Linked DNA regions of Mus musculus: region 2 is linked to region 1. A link is a contact called in public HiChIP or PLAC-seq data. All regions are on one chromosome and are shown on one strand. The core of a region is the stretch at or near the end of the contact, and the rest is flanking DNA. Distances in the headings are between cores, read along the strand shown. Region 1 has its middle 5.1 kb from the start of Gm30255. Region 2 overlaps 2310015A16Rik (a long non-coding RNA gene).

Region 1 (5,054 bases), core at 1,397-3,896:
TGCTCAGCTTTCTGAAGCCTCTCTAAAGGCTCTGGCTCTGCCTCCACCGGTCTGCTTTCTGATCTTGCTGCTTCCCCTGTGACCCTAACATGTGACTGCCCTGCCCCGTCCCACCCCACCCCTCAGAACAGTGAGCTATAACGTGCCTCAGTAGCATAATGAGCTGACCCCTCTGCATCACTCACACATAAAGAATGAAGCCACCCTCACAGACAACGTACCTGTAAATGCGTATAACCTCCATGCCGGCCCGTGCTGATAGCTGATTGGTTCTGACAGAGGAGATGGCCTATTCTCCACCAAAGCCCAATTTCAACCCTGTTCTTGGCCAGGTTCTTGGGATAGCACTTTCTGCCCTGTCTCTCCCACCCAAGTGTCCTGATGTCTACTCACCCGATGGCCAGCAAAACCAAGTTTCTGAGCATCGAAGGGTATTCCACAGGCCTGAGTGGGGAGCCAAGCCACTCTGGACCTCTGACCTCGAGTAGTATAAACAAAGCACTTTTATTTTTATTATTAAAATAACAAAACATGAAGTTTACAGCTAGCTTAAGCAAACACAAGGATAACAAGGGAATACACCTGTGTTATGTTTTAAGGTCTTTGGCCATGTAAAAGAGTCAATAATATCTCTTCCAGGCTGTCTTAGTTTGGATTTTACTGCTGTGAACAGACACCATGACCAAGGCAACTTTTATAAGGAGAACATTTAATTGGGGCTGGCTTACAGGTTCAGAGGTTCAGTCCATTATCATCAAGGTGGGAGCATGGCAGCATCCAGGCAGGCATGGTGCAGGAGGAGCTGAGAGCTCTACATCTTCATTTGAAGGCTGCTAGGAGAAGACTGGCTTCTAGGCTGCTAGGATGAGGGTCTTAAAGCCCACACCCACAGTGATGAACCTATTCCAACAGGGCCATGCCCACTCCAACAAGGTCATACCCTCTCTAACAAGGCCACACTTCCAAATAGTGCCACTACCTGGGTCAGGCATATATATACAAACCATGACACAGGCATTTGTCTTTTTTGCAGAGGTAATGTGGACATTTTAGAATATTTTAAAAATGTTTTTATTTTTAAGTGTATTTACTTACCATAGTTTATGTAGTTTTTTATAAAAGACCATGTTGTACTCTGTTCCATTATGTAAGTCTACAGCTTTTTGACACAGGTTCCCACATCCTGAAGCATGGCAGATGGAAAGCTCCATCTCCATCCTGCCCACTTGGAGAACCTTGATTCCATCTTGCCTTCTCCACACCTGCCTGTCAGGGCTGGCTCAAGCCAGCTTGCCAGAGCCTAAGGGCCATCAGCCTACCGCATTCCCCTGCTCTGAAAACACATTACCTAACAGAGAAGATAATACCCAACTGTGGAGTGTTCGCCCCTGTGTTCAGGTGCCTCCTCCTAGTTTCAGACATGTAGTTACGAAGCCTCTAGGCAGAGGTGCCCATTCAGGAAATGACAGGGAACCGGAAGCCAGAGCGCCCTCCTAACATCCTTGACCTCCAGTAAGGCCGTTTCCAAAACTGTGTGCTTGGGGGCCCCACCCTGCCTGAGCAGCTTGTCCCTTGTTCTTATCACTCTGAAGATGGACGTGCTCTGTGCTCTGGGACTTTGGTCCTCACCACAACCCTCGAGTAGTTGAGGGTACTCCCGTCCCATCTTCCATAAGAAGAAGCCAAGGTACCCATGACAATGTCAGTCGCAGTGACACAGAGTCAACAAGTCACTGAATAGGCAAGAGTGAGGAACTGACTCATGGCCCCTGAATGCCTTGTTCTGGCCCTCTGAGTGTTACTAATATAAAACCATGCATCCTGGCAGACTGTAGGAAACCCAACTAAAATAGCCTGAAGAGACCCAAGTGTTTCTAGCTGGGGCACTGAATACAAGACTCTGGCTTGCACGCTTGCCTAGTCAGGGAAGAATATTGCTGGCTTACCCACTGTACCTGGTCTTCCCGGGAGGATGCTGTCCATGTACCCTGTGCAGCTCTTCAGAGACACCACAGTGACCTAGAGCACAAGTGTATCGAGCTTTACCCATGTCTATCCTGAGAGGTGACGCACGACCCAGGAGGACTAGAAATCCAGTCTTTGCAACCAAACTCTCTCCTCAACTCTTTCCCGCAACAAGGCAGTTAAAGAGCGCAACCCTCTGGAAATGAATAGTGGCCCCAGGCAGAAGAGTCCACGTAGACAGCAGGAGGGACTGCATGTTTGATGGAGATGCAGCCCAGACGTGTGACAACTTCAACAACAAGCTGCCCCTTCCAGAAAAATGACAACTAGACACTGAAGGATGGGGCTTGGAACTCCAGCCACCCACGGAACTCACATTGTTGGTCGAAGAGAGAACAGGGCAGCTTCGAAAGCCAGGTCAGCAGTTTTTTCCCTTCAGCCCCCGCCCCTACTTGCTTTCTTAGCCAGCAGGTCTACACTCCCTAAAACAGTCCAGTCCACACAGCAAGACAGCCTTTATCCCTTTACACATTGTAGGGCTATGTGCCAATTTGTCTGCAGCCTGTCATGAGGTCTAACGGTTTCTCTGTGGCCAGCAGGTCCCTGCCCCTGCTAACAATAAGAATAGATGCAGCGAACACTTGATTTCCCCCCAGAAGGCTTTGCCCACAGGAGAAATAACAGAAACACCTGCTCCCACAAGCCCACCAGTGAAGATGGAAGAGGCACTCAGGAGACAGAGCTAGCTAGATACCGCTAATATAGATTGTCAACTCGGCACAATCTAGAATCACCAGGAACCAAACCGCAGGGGATATCCTTGAGGGTGTTTTGATATTGGGTTAACTGAGATGGAATGACACCCTAAACATGGGTGGTACCTCCCGTGGGCTGGGGTCCCAGACTACACATAAAGGAGACATCCCTCTCTCTCTGCTTCCTGACTGGGGATGAGGTCTGACCAGGTCCCTCCGGCTCCCCTCACCACCCCTTCCTGCTATGATGGATTACATCCTCAAGTTATGAGACTAAACTAACCCTTTCTTCCTTAAGTCACTTTGATAATAAAAGCAACTAACGAATGAGATGGCTGTATTTAACAAAATTGCAAACGTTCAATTTTACCAATAAAGGCTCAGAGGCCAGAGGTTGGGATGAAAGCCTGCTAGCTCACACAGCTGACCTTCCTCCCTAGCCAACGTCTCAAAAGGAAGTTCTCCCTCTCTACTAGGCGTCAAAAAACAAACAAACAAAAAACAAAAAAACAACAAAAAAACAACAACAAAAACCAAAACCTTCAAATTCAATGTCCTGCCCTTCTTCTTCCTGTGTGTCTCTCTATCCATCCTCCTGACTTCCTCTTACTCTCTATGGTCTTTCCCATGTTCCCTCCCTCAACTGGTTGCTTGCTCCACCTCTTGACCTACGGATAACTTTATTTAATCTGTCTACAACAAATAAAAAGCTCTTGGATTAAAGGTTTGTGCCTGGGGCTGAGCCACACCACAACTAGAAACGGGTTTGCTTTATATATATATATATGTATATATATATGTATGTATATATATATATATATATATATATATATATATATATATTCCAGTAAAGCACTAGACACACTATTTCAGTTATTTGCCTGAGTGGCCCCAGCCCCAATCCACTTGACCTGACCCAGTGTGCCTCAAGAGTGTACCCCAGCAACAGTAAAGGTCACAGGTGCTAGTCAGCCTCCATTGCTCCCTGATAGTTTACCTGGGAGGCTAGGAGCTCACTTGGACTCTGTAGGTACAAAGGGCCATGCTGGGCTGGATTTTGACAGCAGGCCTGAGGAGGCATGGGAGGGTACCGTCCCCCAAAACTAAGGTCTTCCTTACCTGACTGCCCAGTGTGACTCCAGTACTTGCCATCCCAACTTTCCCGTCACCTGACTAAGATCCAGAAAGCAACCATAGAGGAGGACTTTTTTGAAGGAGAGCCAAGCAGGTTTAACTAACTCTGTGGTAACTTCCCCCGTATAAAAAGCCTAGGAAAACATAGGTAACATAGGACAAGGGTGCTCTTAGATACGTGCTAGAGACACATGAACCAAGAGAAAAGCTCGCGTCTTCAGAGGCAGAATTCCAACCTGAGCTCTCACAGACCTCAGGAGAACAGTATAGTCTCCACCCACAGATCAAGTGCCTCTGTCCTAATATTAAATTTTAAAGATTAAAAATGAACATTCACTTTTCAATAATGCATCCGAAATAGCACCCCCCTTCTATACGCCTAGCCCTGTTCTTGGCTGGCCCCTTGCTTGATCTATGGGTTGGGTAGGAGACACAGAGAGGGACTGGGGAGAGACCCCACACAGCCTTACTCCTTAGGCTACTGGCCTCATCCCATGAGGTTTGATCAAATATCTTGTGTGCCCAGGCAAGGATGCAATTTTTCTCTACACAAGGAACATTTTCCCATTGTATATTCTGAGCACAACCAACTTCACCCTGTGGTGTAATGGCCCTCTTTTCTCCCCTCTCTTTTCATTTTCTTTTTATAGTGAAAATTGTTCTTCTTGCAGTGCAGGGACACCAGGAACACACTGAATGAATAGCAGACTGCCCTCCCTCTGATCAACAATGGGACTTCATTGTACCCAGCCAAACAGAGCTGAAAAGTTGAGTCCTTGAGAGGGAGCCCTCGCCTGGGAGAAATCTTAACAGCAAAGAGGTTAGGATTGATCAGAAGTCACTGGGGCCTCTCTATGTGTAACTTTCTCTCGGTTAGTATTGACTTTCATTTTGTTCTTATGACAACAGCCAGCATTCCAGCCTTCCCTTCTCATGGAGAGTGTCTTAGTCAGGGTTTCTATTCCTGTGCAAAACATCACGACCAAGAAGCAAGTTGGAGAGGAAAGGATTTATTCAGCTTACACTTCCACACTGCTGTTCATCACCAAAGGAAGTCAGGACTGGAACTCAAGCAGGTCAGAAAACAGGAGCTGATGCAGAGGCCATGAAGGGATGTCTCTTACTGTCTTGCTTCTCCTGGCTTGCTCAGTCTGCTTTCTTATAGAACCAAGACTACCAGCCCAGGGAAGGCACCACCCA
Region 2 (5,054 bases), core at 876-3,375, 180 kb before region 1:
GGAGAGGTCATTGGACAACAGCCACTTTGAGCCCTATGGCCCCAGCCTCCTCTCTACTCCTTCCGTCCCTCAGTTTACCATCCCCGAACAACTCGTCTGTGAAGCCTTGAAGTTCAGGCAAGAGAACTTGAAGAACCACCTTGCCTCAGCTGCTACATCTCCTGTCAGCACAAGTGTCACATCTGTCCCCACCATGCTGGCCTGTCTGCATCCCCCTGGATCCTCATGGCATCTCTGGTCTGGGCCTGGGTGATGTCAACCTTCCTTGTTTCTATGCATCCTTCCTGAGATGAAGGCTCTACTCTGAAAGTAAAGGCTATGGGACAGTCTCTGTAGGGTGAATGGAAATGGCCACCACAGGGGCTGGTTGAAGGCTTGTGGCACTATGGAGGTGACCTTCCTTCTGGTTTGGTAGGGGACCTTCAACAGAGATCTTCACTTTGTCATGGGTGCTTTGGGGCTGGAGTCAAGCTGGCTCCTCTGGGTCCCAAGATAAGTCCTGGCCTACACAAGGGAGCTTCTCTGTAGCATTTGATGACACTTCCAAAGAGAATCAATTTTCCATCATCACAAATAAAGAAACCTGAGCCCCAGGCTCACCCATCTTGACTGCCCACTGTGTGCTGCTCATTGTGAGTCTTGGGACTCTCTGTGTGCCAGTCCCCTTACTTCTGTCCATTCGCATCCAGAGAGGGCAGCTGAGGACCCAGGGGACCCCTCCAGACTGCTCGTTCCTGAAGTGACACCACACCTCCTCCCAAGGGCTCATGTGTCCAGCCTGTGCTGTGCTCCTTACCTGGTCACAGCTGCCCTTACCTGGTCACTCCAGCCATGCTCTCCTTGACACAGACAGAAGGGCTGGTCTCCTTACCAGAGGTTCCCAGTTGGTATAATAGTGTCTACTTCTCCCAGTTCTTCCAGAAATGAGAGGCCAAGGGGAAAACCCCCACATTGTCACATTCGTGGCCCAGCAGCTGAGGATGCCTTTGTGTCTCCCAGGCTCCCATGGCATCCATGTTTATTTTAGAGTGGCATCTGGCCTCAGAGTTCATGTCTCTTGACTCCAAGGGCTGAACGACATCACAGGTACTGAGAGAGGCTGTAACGAACGAGGTTGCTGTATACACTGTCCATACTCCTTGGCGTACAGATGCCATCTTCTGGAGGACGAGACCAGGAGGCAGGGGCTACGGCAAAAATGGTTTTCAACAACGAGCCCAGGTCCTTGGCTCCATGCAGATAAGCTTGCCTGGCTGTCTATGGGCATGAGGGCAAGAGAGCCCGGCAGGGACACTCTAGAGCATTCCTGAACAGAGGATAGCCCCATCGCAGGTGGCTGGAAAGCCGTGGCTGCTTTACCTCTCTTCAGTGCCTGCAGACATCAAGAACCCCTCCAGATACAGGTGGCAAATGTCCCATTCAATGCTACCACAGTGCCGTGTGACCACTGAAGGCAACCCTTTTAGGTAAACCGTGAGATTCTCACTAAGATCTTCGAGGGAACTTGTGTATGTATCATTGCACATATGTTCCAGTACATGGGCACAGGTGTGTGGGGATGGAGTTTTCTTCAGTCACTCTATACAGTGAGACAGGAACTCTCCCAGAGTTCGCCAGTCAGCTGGTCTAGCTAGCTGTCTTGCTCTAGGTCACCCCCTGTCTCTGCCTCCCCAGTGCTGGGACGTACAGGTGGCCATCACACACGTCCAGCTTTTACATGGGTTCTGGTGACAAAAACTTTGGCCCTCACCTGTCCACAGCATGTGCTGTGTCCCCCATGCCAGTTCCCTCCTGCACCTCCCCCAACTTCTTTTTAGAATGGACCCCACTGTGGACATGATGGCAAGCTATTTGGAGTCCCCTTCCAGAAGACTATGAGCAGGGTTCATGGGCACAGTCCCTGGTAAGGATACCCGCACTGTTCCTCCACCTCCCTTAAGTCTAGATGTTATCATTGTAGCCTCAGTGGCTGCTATCCTGAGCCCAGTGACACCCTACAGGATGCCTGTCCCCAGGATGCCTGGTAGCCTTCCCAGTTAGTGTTCTGGCCTCTGTGTCCCTTCCTCCTGGTCCTTCTGCTGCCACCAGCTCCTAGTGTCCTTGACACCAGGATCATCACTGTTAGGATTCTGTCCAACTTGGGACCAAAGGCCATGTGTTGGGGCCCCAGGGATCACACTGAGAGACTATGTAAGTGGGTACTGCGGGGCAGTGGGGTGCACTGGTTCTGATCTCCGGCGACCTCTGATCTTTGTAAACTCACAAATGTGCTCAGGAGCCTGAGGAGGCCAGAAAGGAGACGTCTCAGGGGTTGGAGGCTGGGCAGATGGCAGGTCAGGTGGGATGGAGCTGGGCAGAGACTGGCCTCCCTGCTGGAGAAGGTGACGTGGCTGTGCTTCCTGTGGGGCCTGTGGAGGCTTCCTCCAGGGCTTCTTAGGTAAGACGGCTTCCTGTGCACTCGTCTCAGGCCATGAAGTCAGCCCTCCACATATCTGGCCTGAGGACAGAGAAGGCTTCCTCTTTGGGGAGTGAAAAGGAACGTGGCCTCCCAAGCTTCAGGAAGGAAAGCCCTCACTTCCTGGTGAGAGGGAACAAACACGGCAGGCCTTGACTCCAAACCCAGAGGAACACGTCAGAGCCTGCCGCCTGGGACAGAGACAGTTGGCTGGCCTAGTCCTGTGGCTGTGCTTGCCGACGTCCTGACCTTACGATGGAGGCAAGCCTGTGAACGCCATGGGGGTAGGAAAAGCAGAGGATTTTCCTGGGGGTCACTTGGAAGCCTAGGTCTAGATGTCTAAGCCGCTGTGCCCTGCAGAGCCTGGCTCCTGCAGGTGCTCAGAGATCCATGTTCAAAGACTGTGAGCCACAGGCACGCTCTATGCTCTTCCGGGGTGGCTCTGTAACCAGCAATGGCTCGCACCGGGAGGAGTCCACGGAAGCTGGGCCTAGTCCTCTCACTCTGCCTCAGTGTACTGGCTGGGTTTGTGTGTCAGCTCAACACAGGCTGGAATTATCACAGAGAAAGGAGCTCCAGCTGGGGAAGTGCCTCCATGAGATCCAGCTGTGGGGCATTTTCTACGTTGGTGATCATGTGGGGAGGGCCCCTTGTGGGTGATACCATCCCTGGGCTGGTATCTATAAGAGAGCAGGCTGTGAAAGCCAGGGGAAGCAAGCCAGTAGGTAACATCTCTCCATGGCCTCTGCATCAGCTCCTGCTTCCTGACCTGCTTGAGTTCCAGGCCTGATTTCTTTTGGTGATGAACAGCAATGTGGAAGTGTGAGCTGAATAAACCATTTCCTCCCCAATTTGCTTCTTGGTCATGATGTTTGTGCAGGACTAGAAACCCCGACTAAGACACTCAGCCGTGTTTCTAGAGCTTTTGTGGCTAGACCCTGGCCTTGGGTATGAGCAGCCAGCCCTAGCTTCTGTCCCCTAACTGGGGACAGGCACTACAGGTCGCTTGGTATTCACTGTTGGGAACGTAAGTGTGGACTCTCTGCTCTCTAAGGACCTCTTGTTAATTCCTTTGGAGCTTCTGACAGACAATTGGAGAAATGACCCAGCTTCCCTCCTGTTCCACGTGGCAACAGACCTGAAGTGTGTCTACTTAGTGTCTCTGAGGCTCTGATGGGGTAACCTGGTCCTGTTCTGTCCTTCTTTTCTCCCTCCCTCCCTCCCTCCCTCCCTCCCTCCCTCCCTTCCTTCCTTCTTCTCTTCCTTCCTTCCTTCCTTCCTTCCTTCCTTCCTTCCTTCTTCCCTTCCTTCCTTCCTTCCTTCCTTCCTTCCTTCCTGGGGGCCAAGGCTAGGGATCTGCTGTACATAATCTTGAACCCTAACCCAGGTCTGACACAGGGATAGAGGAACTACTCTAACTATTGTGTGCTGTCTGTGTTCCAGCTGTGTCAGCCGTCCCTTTACCCATGAGTCTTTGGGGCACCTGAGGCCACTGCCATCCAGAGAGGAGGGGGAGGTCCTGTTTCTTGGCCTGGCCAATATTTATCTTTGTCTCCTAATATTATAGACACGGGGCAGGGAGTTGGAGCATGGTACAGGGTGTGTGTGTGTGTGTGTGTGTGTGTCCTCTTGGCACCAAGGCAGCCAAGTACTGGAGGCTTTAGACGACACCTGGAGAGGTGACGTGGCTGGGGCCAGCCCCAGCTTCTCCTACCATACCCTCCCTCCCTGGCTCAGTGAGTCTGGTTGTTACATAAAGCTCCTTATATAACCGGGGCAAAGGCGGAAAGCCCCATGCAAGTCAAAACAACCCCGCATGGGGCAGGAAACCAAGATGGACAAACACATTCCGGAAAGTGGTGACCCACTGCTAAGGGCCACATGGTCACTGCCAAGAAAGGGACAGAAGGGCAGGCACTGGGTGAGAAAGCACTTGGGCAGGTACACAAAGGGATAGGCCGATGGCAGAGGCTGCCAGCCAGTGTAGCCTGCAGGGGACAAGTCGGTCATGGGCTGAGGGTCTGAGCTGCAAAGATTTGCTGTGTCTCCCTGCCTTGGCCACTGCTTCCATACTGCTGTCCTGCCTCGTATCAGGTCCAAATGGCTGGAAAAATCTTGCCCTACAGCCCTGCTGAGAGGGAAGATTGCCTCTTGTCCTTCCTGGCTCCTCCTATTGACTTGGTGGCCTCAGAGAGACATCGGGCATCATGAGGCTGCATGGCAACCCAGCTCCAGGTTCTGGACCCTTCATCACAGTCCTCCTCCCAGTCTTTGCCTCTCTCTACTTTTTTCCTCTAAAAACTCGTGCTTATATTTTGAGTCCAGGGTGTTCCAGTATGGGAAGTCAAGACAGCCTTTTGCCCACCTGCAAAGGCCCCCTTTCCGGATGTCTTAGGGTTTTACTGCTGTGAACAGACACCATGACCAAGGCAACTCTCAAGGACATTTAACTGGGGCTGGCTTACAGGTTCAGTCCATTATCACCAAGGTGGGAGCCTGGCAGCATCCAGGCAGGCATGATGCAGGAGGAGCTGAGAGTTCTACATCTTCATCTGAAGGGTGCTAGCAGAATACTGACTTCCAGGCAGCTAGGATGAGG

What was found. HiChIP or PLAC-seq counts read pairs in DNA pulled down with a chosen protein or histone mark.
Region 2: an H3K27ac HiChIP or PLAC-seq map of the HPC-7 cell line shows a contact between it and region 1, with 6 times the contacts expected there. The contact joins two enhancer-like sites. A contact is called at or near these places in 4 of 484 Hi-C or Micro-C datasets (the HL-1 cell line, the N1E-115 cell line, bone marrow-derived macrophages and 1 more) and 6 of 115 datasets of contacts at active chromatin or transcription factors (DN3 thymocytes, the HPC-7 cell line, embryonic stem cells and 1 more).

What each region holds. Positions count from the first base shown.
Region 1 is chr17:31,719,288-31,724,341 of GRCm38.p6, reverse strand. No RefSeq gene overlaps it. Among named protein-coding and RNA genes, the nearest start is that of Gm30255, 5.1 kb to the left of the region's middle. Within about 2 kb of position 2,646, at least 34 of the 459 cell types and tissues checked have an H3K27ac peak or open chromatin away from gene starts, as enhancers often do. A contact at or near this core is called in the HPC-7 cell line, where this site is marked.
Region 2 is chr17:31,903,437-31,908,490 of GRCm38.p6, reverse strand. It overlaps 2310015A16Rik (a long non-coding RNA gene), which reads left to right. Exons shown (of 3, transcript XR_876746.3): 3 at 74-614. Among named protein-coding and RNA genes, the nearest start is that of 2310015A16Rik, 6.5 kb to the left of the region's middle. Within about 2 kb of position 2,125, at least 119 of the 459 cell types and tissues checked have an H3K27ac peak or open chromatin away from gene starts, as enhancers often do. A contact at or near this core is called in the HPC-7 cell line, where this site is marked.